Regions from separate parts of the Mus musculus genome. Here regions 1, 2 and 3 are each linked to region 4. Evidence: chromatin contacts called from public Hi-C and HiChIP or PLAC-seq data. All regions are on one chromosome and are shown on one strand. Each heading gives the region's core, a stretch centred on a gene start, on an enhancer-like site or on the middle of the called end of the contact. The rest is flanking DNA. Distances are from core to core; before and after follow the strand shown.

What was found. HiChIP or PLAC-seq counts read pairs in DNA pulled down with a chosen protein or histone mark. Hi-C and Micro-C count contacts between places; a contact is called where the count stands out from the background.
Region 1: a contact with region 4 is called in a BATF HiChIP or PLAC-seq map of CD8 T cells, with 13 read pairs. The contact joins two enhancer-like sites. A contact is called at or near these places in 3 of 15 datasets of contacts at CTCF or cohesin (the NIH/3T3 cell line, large pre-B cells and pro-B cells) and 5 of 115 datasets of contacts at active chromatin or transcription factors (CD8 T cells, the NIH/3T3 cell line, embryonic fibroblasts and 2 more).
Region 2: a Hi-C map of pancreatic cancer cells shows a contact between it and region 4, with 2.5 times the contacts expected there. The contact joins two enhancer-like sites. A contact is called at or near these places in 2 of 484 Hi-C or Micro-C datasets (cortical neurons and pancreatic cancer cells) and 1 of 115 datasets of contacts at active chromatin or transcription factors (embryonic fibroblasts).
Region 3: a CTCF HiChIP or PLAC-seq map of CD8 T cells shows a contact between it and region 4, with 9 read pairs. The contact joins two enhancer-like sites. A contact is called at or near these places in 2 of 15 datasets of contacts at CTCF or cohesin (CD8 T cells and the NIH/3T3 cell line), 1 of 484 Hi-C or Micro-C datasets (nephron progenitors) and 4 of 115 datasets of contacts at active chromatin or transcription factors (CD8 T cells, double positive thymocytes, effector CD8 T cells and 1 more).

Annotation. Positions count from the first base shown.
Region 1 is chr7:58,583,093-58,585,989 of GRCm38.p6, forward strand. No RefSeq gene overlaps it. Among named protein-coding and RNA genes, the nearest start is that of Atp10a, 74 kb to the right of the region's middle. Within about 2 kb of position 1,364, at least 19 of the 459 cell types and tissues checked have an H3K27ac peak or open chromatin away from gene starts, as enhancers often do. A contact at or near this core is called in CD8 T cells, where this site is marked.
Region 2 is chr7:59,026,321-59,029,405 of GRCm38.p6, forward strand. No RefSeq gene overlaps it. Among named protein-coding and RNA genes, the nearest start is that of Ube3a, 200 kb to the right of the region's middle. Within about 2 kb of position 1,336, at least 42 of the 459 cell types and tissues checked have an H3K27ac peak or open chromatin away from gene starts, as enhancers often do. A contact at or near this core is called in pancreatic cancer cells, where this site is marked.
Region 3 is chr7:58,625,360-58,628,201 of GRCm38.p6, forward strand. No RefSeq gene overlaps it. Among named protein-coding and RNA genes, the nearest start is that of Atp10a, 31 kb to the right of the region's middle. Within about 2 kb of position 1,587, at least 107 of the 459 cell types and tissues checked have an H3K27ac peak or open chromatin away from gene starts, as enhancers often do. A contact at or near this core is called in CD8 T cells and the NIH/3T3 cell line, where this site is marked.
Region 4 is chr7:58,820,851-58,824,103 of GRCm38.p6, forward strand. All of the region lies in intron 16 of Atp10a (ATPase, class V, type 10A), which reads left to right. Among named protein-coding and RNA genes, the nearest start is that of Gm39019, 91 kb to the left of the region's middle. Within about 2 kb of position 1,666, at least 83 of the 459 cell types and tissues checked have an H3K27ac peak or open chromatin away from gene starts, as enhancers often do. A contact at or near this core is called in CD8 T cells, the NIH/3T3 cell line and pancreatic cancer cells, where this site is marked.

The DNA.
Region 1 (2,897 bases), core at 114-2,613, 240 kb before region 4:
GCTAACACAGAACTCTCCTACCTCTTCTAAATCCACTGTAAATGCTGACCCAGAGAAGACTCCTTCAGCAGAAGGTGTGCTGCTGTTAGAAATAAATATAATTCCAACAGAAGGTAGGGGTGCACACCTATAATCTCAGCAGTTAAGAGGCTTGTGAGCATGAGGCCATCCTAGGCTGTGCACAACCAGCGTCTGTAGCAAAATGAGCAAATGAAGAAATCAGGTCTACTCTACTAGATATTCTATGTGAAATTTAATTTGTTTCTACATCCACATCAGAATCCTTGCAGGTCAGAGGCGGGAGTCCAAGGGATGAGGAAATGCTTGTAGGCTGAGTGCACTGTAAGTATTCGGACTGCTTCTCTGAGGCTCTCTTCCCCCTCCATATGACTCTCAGGCTGGAAAGCCAGTGTGTTGTTTCTCATGCCTATGGTTCCCTGGGATTGTAAGAACTCCAATTGGTCCACCCCAACCGCCTCCTTCTATAATGGCCCAAGTATTTGATGGCAAACTATTAGATTTAGACAGTACATGCTCACTCCTCATATACCTTTCTACCAATACAAATTTACAAGCTAGGTATGGTGAGGCATAACACTCAAGAAGCTGAAGCAGGAGAATTTCAAAACCAAGTCGGCCTAGGCACAAAACAAATTCCAAGCCAGCCTGAGCTATACAACAAGACCTTGCTTCAGAGGCAGGAGGTATTTGTTACAAGAATTTTGCCAAGACAGTCAGGAACAGTGTGTTGGCCCTGCTGCCATCTTAGCAGTAGCTTCAAAAGGACAGTTTTAGCTTAGAAAAGCATGCTTTCCTCTTTTAGTGTGACACTTCTCAGAGAACATAGTAAAATAGAACTAAATGTTTTTTATTTAAAAGAAAAAGTCGCACTTTTATTTAAGGCCTACGAGAAGGATCCAGATGAAACGCAAGTCAATGTCAGATCAAGCCACTTTATATATATATATATATATATATATATATATATATATATATATATATATATATATATTAGGTATTTTCCTCATTTACATTTCCAATGCTATCCCAAAAGTCCCCCATACACTCCCCCCCACTCCCCTACCCACTTTTTGGCCCTGGTGTTCCCCTGTACTGGGGCATATAAAGTTTGCATGTCCAATGGGCCTCTCTTTGCAGTGATGGCCGACTAGGCCATCTTTTGATACATATGCAGCTAAAGACAAGAGCTCCGGGGGTACTGGTTAGTTCATAATGTTGTTCCACCTATAGGGTTGCAGCAGATCAAGCCACTTTAATTGCTTGACTTTTCCTCACAGAGGGTTCTGTCATCAGTGGTGTGGGCTGCTCACCACTAGATGGTGCCATTGTCTACAGTGCATGCCTTGCCTCTACACTTTTTGCCTTGGGGAGGGGCGAAGGAAAAATACCGGTTCACTTTAACCTATCATCCTGTATTAAGCATTAGCAAGATGCTTCTGAGTCATGTGCTGCTTCTTCAGAGGTTTTCACCTGAAGTCAGGATCCTCTTGGGTCTTCTCCAGGCTTGGAGGAAGGTGGTGAATTAGCCTCCATCTTAAGGTAGCACAGGTACCAGGAATGCAGCAGGGTGCATCAAGAGGATTTGAAAGAAAGACTCAAATTGAAATTGTTCTGGAGAGAAGCAGTTTTGTAGAGAAGAGTTAACAATGAGCTTGACAGAGGTACTGCATCTGAAGAACATATTCCCCCATAGGAAGATGATCTTAGGGTCTAGAGCCTGGGGTATAGGTACTGGGGACTGTGATCCACAGATTCCCTAGGCTGTCTGGAAGTGTGCCATCCTTGTGCAGTGATGACATAGCACCACATGTCATGCATGTACCACTTTATCCTCTTCCAAATGAAGCAGTGAGTTGAGGCATCTTCTACCTGGTTAAATAACAATGCTGGCTTCATTCCCTACAGGTAGCTTTCTTTGTACATAGACTGAGACCTGGGGAGCAGTTGAGCAGGAACTGCAAGAAATAGATGAGGGCAGAGGTACAAGGAGAACATCACCTCCCAAGCATCACAGAGAAGGCATCTGAGCTGCATGTCCATGAAGGGGCAGGCTGCACTGGTGCCTGTGATTTCTCAAGTGTGTCAATTACTATGAAATGACTAGGGGAAATATTGACTTTGCCATTTTATTGGTGGATTCTGGGGATTGAGCCCAGGGTCTTGTATATGCCAAGCACATATGTTTTACCAGTGAGCTGCAATCCTAGTCCTACTAGCAGTGGCTTTAAAGAGAATCTCAGAACACTTGAACTACTGTCCCAAAGACTAAACTACATGGGAGCGCTTACCTAATGTTGTGCCAAAGGGTGAAAGGAAGAGGTAACAGCAATCGTTTTGGGAACTTCTCAGTTATGTGAAATTTAGGGCTTATAAATTCTCAAAGACAGCCCAGAGGCAGGATCAAGAAGCCCAGGAGCTAGGTGGCAATGGTCCAAGCACTAGGATTTGCCACAGCTTGAGAGTGAGCAATCTGGATTTCATGTATGTGACATCCCCTGCTGTACACAGGACAGTTCCCTCTTTCAGACCAAGAAACAAGAGTGTTCTATAACAGAGCTTGAGTACTTTCCTCTGGGGGTGGAGCAAAGTATGTTTCAGTTTGGCAGTCCCTGTGGGAAAAGCACAGCCACACCCTTCAGGAGAGTAGAGACAAAAAGGCAACTCTGGGGGCTCCTTCTCCTCCCTTCCATTCTCCACAGCATGCAGGCACCACTGTGATCAAATGGGCAAGGCAAGTGTTATTTTAAGAACTGAAATTCTCCAGAACCCTGAAACACTCCAAGAATGTTCAAGGAAAGCTATTTTTATCCTTTGAAGGTTAGGCTAATATTTAATCTTCTCAAAACATCTAATATATTGCATAGATAAGCCCTTCT
Region 2 (3,085 bases), core at 86-2,585, 210 kb after region 4:
ACCTTGACTTAACCTGTTCTATTTTTGTTGTTTGAGACTATACAGTCTGGTACCTAAATAGAAAATACTGTGCTTTTCTTTCCAGTGATGGAGCTGATGGATTTTCTTTAAAATAGTCTTAATGGGATTTCTTTTTAATGCCCTCCCTAGTATATTCTGCATACTCAGATAGGATATGCAAGGGATAGTAACACAAATATAGACTTGAGTTATCAGATTCAGCCTTGGCTTTGCCGGCTGACTACATATGTTGAACTATTTTCTGCAGGGAAATAAAAGCAAGAGGAGTGAGGTGCTCATGACCACCCACTTTCTAAAGGCCTCACTTTTGTTGACTATATTGATGCTAACAGCATGGTTAATTTAGGGAATTTGGTATAATGCAGAGGATGGGAAACTAATTGGCCAATATGTGAGCAAAACGCCTACGGTCAGTGCTTTTCTAATAGCAGGAAGAAAGAAAAGAAATCAAAAGAAAAATCTAAGGGTTTCAGGCTTTTTTTAAATAAGAGAGACAAACGAACATCAGTGGTAGCACCATGGACAGTATTTTACAACAAGAGTCAATGAGATGAGAACACCACAATACTTTAAGCAATTCCAGGGAAATAGGCTTGGTAGCTATGGGGTAGTGAAGTTCACCAGCTCTCAGGCAAAAAAGAGATGTACCTTAAAGGCGCTAAATGCAGCTACTCCTGCATACTGAGAACCTACTGAGTTTGTACAGACTGAATCTTTAAATCTGGCCTAAGGCTTTCCCTGGGATGCCAGCCCATGCTACATAAGAACTGCAGGTTTCTTTTATTCTTACTCCAAGATAGTAAGAATATTTTCAAACTTAAGAAAAGAGTGACTAGTGGGGAGGCACTTAGCCTACAAACAAATAGGATGAAATAGGTTTATCTGTCATGCCCATTCTTTCCCTTTGAGAGAATGGTTTTCAAATACCTTACTAAAACAAGAGTATCTGTATCACATCTGAAATGTGAAATTAATGTATTTTAAAGACCTACTTAAAATTCTGTATCCATATAAAAATGTAAATAGAAGAGATTCTTCTTTTCTGTCAAGCAACACAGGCCTTATTATTCCTTGCTATCTAACTACAGCTAATTGAGAGGACCTTCATTTATTTCTGAAAGTTCAGGGATGATGAAAAATCACTGAGAAGCACCCGGAACACAGATTAGTAGGGAACAGACTATTAATAGATCTTTTGTATAGCTTCCTGCCTCTGAAAAATGCAAATATGTGCCTCACCCTTGAGTCACAGCTGGCTGATGATTTCATTCATCTACGCTGACTGTACCCAGCAATATACTAGACACTGACATTGCCTAGCAACAGCAATACAAGGAACTAGCTAGGAAACAAGGACATGATGTCAGAAAAAGGATGGGATGTGCTTAGTCACACAGACCACTTCCATTTTTCTGTCTTTGCCTGTGAGGTTCCTTGACTGCACTATAAATCTGATTCTATAAGGTCTACAACCCTCTGCTTCTCAGTGATTTTTTCATCATAGGAGAGTCTCCCACCTAGCCATGGGAGAATCTATTCTCTCAGTCAACTTCTACTAATTTTTACTATCCCATTCATATGTTGTACAGTTCATGCATTTTATTTTTACTTCTTTTCCCTCACATTTCCTGTCTTACATATTATTGGAAAGTTTTCTTTCTTCTCATGTGGCTCCAATTTGTTTAGAAACTGTACATGCTACTAATGTTCTCTGGAAGGTTACTGTTAAATGTTTAATATTGTTGGGAGTTAATCGATCTTGCCATTCTCAGCCACTAGCTTATAGGATTTTCAGAGTGTGTATTTCTTATTTTTTATATTGACACTTCTTAGTGTTTTACTTTTAACCCCTTACACCTACTCAGACCTTCTATTAATGCCATTATTTATAAATTAATACTGTGAAAACAAATTCCAGAAAAGGAGCTGTGCTATGCTACGAACCAAAACTCTTGGAAGGAATCTATATCTGGAGAGACTGACAGAACAATTGGAATTTCAGTGCTGTGTAGAAGGAATTTCACGGGTTCAGAGGCTAGTTACCTGGCCTGGGCTGTTTTAGGCCTTCTGGCACAGGGATTCACTGGCCCACTCTGTATTGGAACTAGCATCTTGTGGTAATTAATAAAAAACGAACTTTTTATAATCTATTAAATTAGAACACTAGCTTATTTTCTCCAATCCAAAAGCTAAGAATGTAAGCAAATAGCATCTTCCATCTACAGAATAGTGCCTGCCACTCTGATGTACCCACCAATATATTTTAAATTTGCCTTCATTTATGATTTTTTTGTTCTGTAAACATAAGAACCTCATGAAACTTCCTCCATGTTGGAACATAGAATTTAGGGTAATGTGAATCTGTGTGCTTGAGCTGTGATCACTCAAAATGGTTCTAAAATAAACTCTTTTTTATTTTATTTTATTTTTCTATTAATTTTTTTAATTAGGTATTTTCTTCACTTACATTTCCAGTGCTATCCCAAAAGTCCCCCATACCCTCCTACCCTACTCCCCTACCCACTCACTCCCACTTCTTGGCCCTGGCGTTCCCATATACTGAGGCATATAAAGTTTGCACGACCAATGGGCCTCTCTTTCCACTGATGGCCAACTAGGCCATCTTCTGATACATATGTAGCTAGAGACACCAGCTCCGGGGGGTACTGGTTAGTTCATATTGTTGTTCCACCTATAGAGTTGCAGATCCCCCCAGCTCCATGGGTACTTTCTCTAGCTCCTCCATTGGGGGACCCATAGCTAACTGTGAGTATTCACTTCTGTGTTTGCTAGGCCCCGGCATAGTCTCAAAAGAGACAGCTATATCTGGGTCCTTTCAGCAAAATCTTACTAGTGTATGCAATGGTGTCAGCGTTTGGAGGCTGATTATGGGATGGATCCCCGGATATGGCAGTCTCTAGATGGTCCGTCCTTTTCATTTCACCTCCAAACTCTGTCCCTATAACTCCTTCCATGAGTGTTTCATTCCCAATTTTAAGAAGGGGCAAAGTGTCCACACTTTGGTCTTCGTTCTTCTTCAGTTTCATGAGTTTCACAAATTGAA
Region 3 (2,842 bases), core at 337-2,836, 200 kb before region 4:
ACACATAGCTTCTGCTGCTTGGTATCAAACCAAGACACCAAGAACGGAAGCTGAGGAAAAGAAAGAATCTTCAACAAATGGTTCTGGAAAAAGTGGATGCTCACATGCAGAAGAATGAAACTAGACCTGTATGTATTGCCCAACTAACTCCAAATGGATCAAAGACCTATACATGAAACCTAAAGCTGAAATTGTTAAAAGAAAGCATAGATAGGTGGTATAGGTTTAAGAAAGGACTTTCTGAGTAGGACTCTGCTTGCTAAGAATTAAAGCCAACAATTTATTGTGCCTGAGCTGGGTGTGGTGGCATAAACCTTTAATCCCAGTATTTAGGAGGTAGAGGTAGATGGATCTCTGATTTCAAGGCTACCTGGTTAATGGAGTGAGTTTCAAGATAGCTAGGGCTACACACACACACACACACACACACACACACACACACACACACCTGAAATGTAGTATATAAGCACTATGGGATATTTAGGTGTAAACAAAAGTGAAATCATGAACTTTGCAGGTAAATGAGTAGAACAAAAAAGATCACATTGAGTGAGGTAACCCAGCCCAGAGAAGCAAACACAGCATGTTCTCTTGTATTCAAGGCTCCCAGATCCAAATCGTCAGATGCAAGCACACAGCCTAAAGTAACTATGTAGTACACTGCCCCTAATTACTACAGAGACCAGGAAAGTAAAATGAGAACATTGCCAGGATAGAAGGGTTAAGGAGCAGTGGAGAGGGTTGATTGGATCTACAGAGATAAAACTGGCTGATACAGAGAGCTGTATAATATGATTATAACGGAAGTTTAAACATAGAAGACTGAACTAAATCTCTTTATCTTCCAGCAAAAGAAAATATCTTAAGTTTGAATGAAAGTAGTCTAAGTTTGACTCAAATTTTGAAAATTAGAACCACTAAAAGAAAAGACTAACAATAGAAAACTGATTTTTGAGTATATATCACCTTACAGGAAAAAAATACACATAATTTTAATCTTAGGAAAAGGTAATTCACCTCACATAAATAGAAAAAACACAAGCCAATGCACTACTGAGACAGCATTTCACATCTGCTAGGATGACAAACATAAAAACTATTGATGAAAAGCCACACTGAGCCAAAGGAACAGATGCTGGCGGCACTGTGACAGAGAACAACTGGACAATACCAAGCAAAATCACACTGTTTACTCACGGTCCTAAAATCATACTTCCAAGAACCTAGCTTACAGATCTACTTGTAAAAATATGAAAATATGTAGGTGGGGTGTTTATTCACTGCAGCAAAAGACCAAAAATAACTCACACGTAAACTTACAGGAAACCGGTGGAGCGTACCATGGGCACCCTGAAACGGTAAGAGCCTAAGGGAATCTGGGAGTGGTTGTTATTCTCCTGACTGTATTTATTTTAAAACTGTTGTAATGAAATCATAAGTACTGCATATAATCTCTCCCCAGGGAGATCACCCTCAGAGAAAGTTATGTTCTTATTCATTGACACAAAGATCTGAAGAGTGGCCTGAGCCTCTCACCAGCGTGGGACAGCCCTCTATTGAGAAAGCTCTGAGGGTTTCTAAGTCTAAAAGTCATTGCGGTAAGACTTCTGCCTGGCCCCTTTACAGAGAAATATTTTGTTACCATCGCAATGCTTTCCCACTTTTCAAATGTCTGACTCTGGCTGCCCTTCAGACTTGAGTTGGCTGCATCCACCAGAACTGCTGCAGTCCCTGGCAGCCTGAAGCAACTGCAGAGAAATGCCTGTGTTCTGATTATCTCTCTTTTCAGAATTGCAAAAGCCCAAGGTCGTTTGTTTGTTTGTTTCTTTGTTTGTTTGTTTGTTTCTCGCTGCTCTGGGCTAATAGCTAGCACCACGTGGGGAAGTTGAGTAATTCCAAGAGCTGTTCAGTTTCTTCATTCATCTCAAACATAGCTCCATCCCCCAGCACTGGAAAGTAATCATAACCTCCCATCCAAAAAATTTTAATGAAAGCATGCATTCACAACTATTCATGTGAGTGGGTATATAAACTGTGGTACATTGATAGAATGAAATATTATTCAGTTCTAAAAAGCAATGAGATATGAGAAGGTATGAGAGAAATGCAAATGTATGTCAGTGAATAAAAAAAAAAGAATTAGGAATGTAGCATTCTTGAAAACATAAATCCGTGGAGACAAGAAAAAAATCAGGAGCTGGGATGTGACTTAGTCATAGGGCATTTGTCCAGCACCATGTGAGATCCTGGACTGAATTCCTAATGTTAGAAAAAGATGAAAAGGTGAGAGAGAAAGAAGGAAGCAGGACAAGGAGGGAGAGAGGGAAAGGAGGGAGAGGAAAGCTCAATGGTTGCTGTGGGTTAATGGGAAGGAAGGGTGAATTGGAGGATCAGAGAAGTGTCAGCAGAGAAAGACAATTAAATATTGTAAGGATAAGTACTTCCCATCATACATTAGTTCAAATCCATGGAGTGCGCACCAAGAGTGAAACCTAAGCACAGAGATTTTAAGTGATAATAAGGCAAAAGCAAGTGATTACCTATGATTACCTATACTCTGATTGAGGTAGGGCAATGCACACAGGGGCAAAGGGTACATAGGGATATTGCACCTTTCTTTCAATTTCACTACAAATATAAAACTACTCTAAAATGTATTTGTTAAAAACAATAGTTTGCACTGATAAATAATATTAGAGAAACTGAAAGGTGTTATTAATATATTGAAGGTTAAGTTACCTAAAAATAGCATGTAGTTGTATCACCAGTTCCTACAAAGACATCCATGGCTCATAGTCCATCAGAATAACAAACACTTCAGATTGTGCTTCCACACACTCCC
Region 4 (3,253 bases), core at 416-2,915:
TTTATATACATTTCAAATGCTATCCCAAAATTTCCATATACCCTCCCCCCCTACCCCCGCCCTGCTCCCCTACCCACCCATTCCCACTTCTTGGCCCTGGCATTCCTCTGTACTGGGGCATATAAAGTTTGCAATACCAAGGGGTCTCTCTTCCCAGTGATGGACGACTAGGCCATCTTCTGCTACATATGCAGGTAGAGACACGAGCTCTGGTGGGTACTGGTTAGTTCATAATGTTGTTGCAGACCCCTTCAGCTCCTTGGGTGCTTTCTCTAGTGCCTCCATTGGGGACCCTGTGTTCCATCTTATGGATGACTTCTAATGAAAACCTTCATGCTAACTCTAAGCTGATGTCAGTATAGCTCCTTTGTATTCTTAATGGTTCATTCTGGAAACTGACACATTTTCTTTCCTAACCTCTCCCACCCACTGGCCTGATTACCAAAATGTCTTCTAACAAATGAATACAAGATGCTCAGAACCAATCAAGATATGGCTAATTGAGTAGATTTAGAAATTAAATCAGATTAAACTCTGCCTGGGACCACATCCCCAAAAAAAAAAGTTGTGCTGTTTCTGACCTTGTGAGTTTATGTGTCCATTCATTGTAAGCCAGTATTGAATTGCCAGCACGGTGCATCCTCAGATACCCAGAGCCTAGAGTTTCCCAATTCCCTCTGCAGAAGTGAATGGCCTCTGTAGAGTAGGCCAGAATGGAATGCAGCCTCATTTACTTCAGTCTTTTTAGTGGCAACTTAAGCACATTGCTTCTAAACCGATAGTAGGGTTTTGTTGTCTTGATAACAACCCATTACAAGTTGAAAATATCACAAATGGAAAACACATTCAGTCCACCTAGATCAACTACTATCATAGCTTTGTGGCACAGAACCCTGCAACATTGTTACCTTGCAGACAGCTGGGAGCTTTGGCTCAAAACCACTATCCATCATTTTATGAGAGAATAAAGCCCAGGCAAAGAACCAATCAAAATTCAAAATTTGGGTGAATGCATATTGCTTTCACCCTACATCAAAAACTTGAAAAAAAAAAAACTAAATTGAGGCCTCATAAGTTGTAGACCATGTCTGTTTGACACCTTTGGGTTATAGTTTCTTTTAATCTCCCCAAAACAAAACTAGGAATTAAGCTAGCTTATCTCTGTCATTCCCAATTCAGGTTTGCCAACTTGAGAAGGTAGTGAGAATAACATACTGTAAGCTTTCCAAAGTTTTGGAGGTAAATCGAGGCCAAAGTGGCAGCCTGACATGTGTACACTCTCCTTCTGCTCACCTTGTTAAGCCTGCCTTTGTTGGAGAACACAGGGAGGAGAATTAGCCTGTTTTCCTTCATGTAAGATGCAGGGCTTTGTTAAGAGCATTTATCCACATGAGGAGTTCAAGGGTAATCAGTCCTCACAGGAGAGAGTCATTAATTTTAAGAATAAAATGGCCTTTCCAATAAAGAGCAGAGAAGAACAGTTTCCATAGTAACCGAGCTTTGGGAATAAAGCTCTTTGGTACGATGAGAGGGGGCTCTTAATTATCTGAGTATTTTTCTTCCTGTTCCCTTTGACTCCATTTGCTTTACTATGACTCATAAGGCTGAGCCCACGGCGGGTGAGCAAGAGTGAGCTGTGGGCGGAAGGCAGGGGGGAAAAATCAATGAAAAGCCCAAGACTGTCAGTGGTTTGTGTGAAGGGGGGAAGGTTGCATATTAGGAAACTTAAGTCATAGATTAAAACAGTAACTTGGGGGATTTAGTCATCGCTTCCACCCACATGGACTAGCATTTCTTCTGATCCTCAGAAGCAATTTTCTAGGCTAGATACTAAAGCCCAGAGACAGGTAAAGTAGCTCTGCCAAGAGCTGGAGACATAAAGCAACTCTTTCAAGAGCCATGAAGAGCTGTAGCTCAGAACCCTCACTGGGCTCAGTGGAACATTCATCCACTCTATCACATCTCTTTTGGAGACTGGTCCCCTGCACCTTAAGCCAAGATTCATGTGTTTGAACAAGTTGGATGTATTGCTCATACTCTGATCAAGTGTTTTCATATCTCATTTCTGTAAATGTTAAGAGGACTTTGAGTGTGAGCCTCAAAGAAGGAAATGAAGACATTAAGCTAGGAAGAGTATGCCTCTGACAAGAGCTACAGTATTCCAGAGATCTAATGAGTGTTTTAAGGTATCAGATCCTTTACTTCTCAACATCCCCCACCTCCAGCCCCATGTAGGTCTCAGTGGTATGGCCATATCATGGACAGGGAAACTGAAGTAGAGAGGGTGATATGATCTATGCCAGATTACACAGTGAGTCTGAAAATACATTATATGTTGGGTTTGTATCACTATACTATAATAAGTGAAATAAATAAGTTATAAAGGAAACGGTTTTTATTTTGGCTGACTGTTAGAGGTTTGGGTTTATGGTGAGGCAGCACATCATGATGGGAATAAAGATGCTTACCCCATGGTTCTCGGAGAGGCAGAGGGAATTGGGTTTCCAGTATTCTGTTTAATGACATGCCCTCACTGACTTCCCTTCACTAGGCCCACCTGTTTTGACTACCACTACTCCAAATAGCTCTGCGATCTGGGAAAAGAGCTTTAACTTAGGGGCCTCTGGGAGACACTTAAGATCTGGACCACAGTGTTTTATATCTGTCATCAGACTGCCATGCTCCCCATGTAAATGCAGCCCAGCCACTGACAACCTGATCCAGTGAAAGTAGAAAGACCTACCTAACCCACAGCACTGCTGAGCAGGCTATTCAGGCTCTCTGCTTCATAACATCTGTATCTTGGCCTTGCACTTGTGTGTGCCTTCCTCTAATGGGAGCTGTTGATAATTTTTCACTGTTCTTTTTCAAATAGAAAGTAAAAATGGGAGGATCATGAATTCAAGGCTAGACTGGGCCACATAGTTAAACCTTGTCTCCCCCGACCCCCAAATAAAGGAGGAGAAAAGAAAACACAAAGAAAATGGGAAAACAAGAGGACATGGGCTCAGAGATCTATCCTAGGGTAGTTGTTTGGGAAGAAAGGAAAATGAAAGCCCCAAGGAACAAGCCACAGGCCCCCTTGAAAAGTGAGCCATTATAAGCCCCAGTCACACCTTGATTGTTTAATGTTGATCATCTCCAACTCCTCTGGCACAAAAATCTCATCTCTCCCTAAGATGTTCTTAGGAATTTTAAATTCCTGTTTCAAGTCTCTTGAAGATAGGAGGTTGTGGTAGAAGAGGGTATGAGG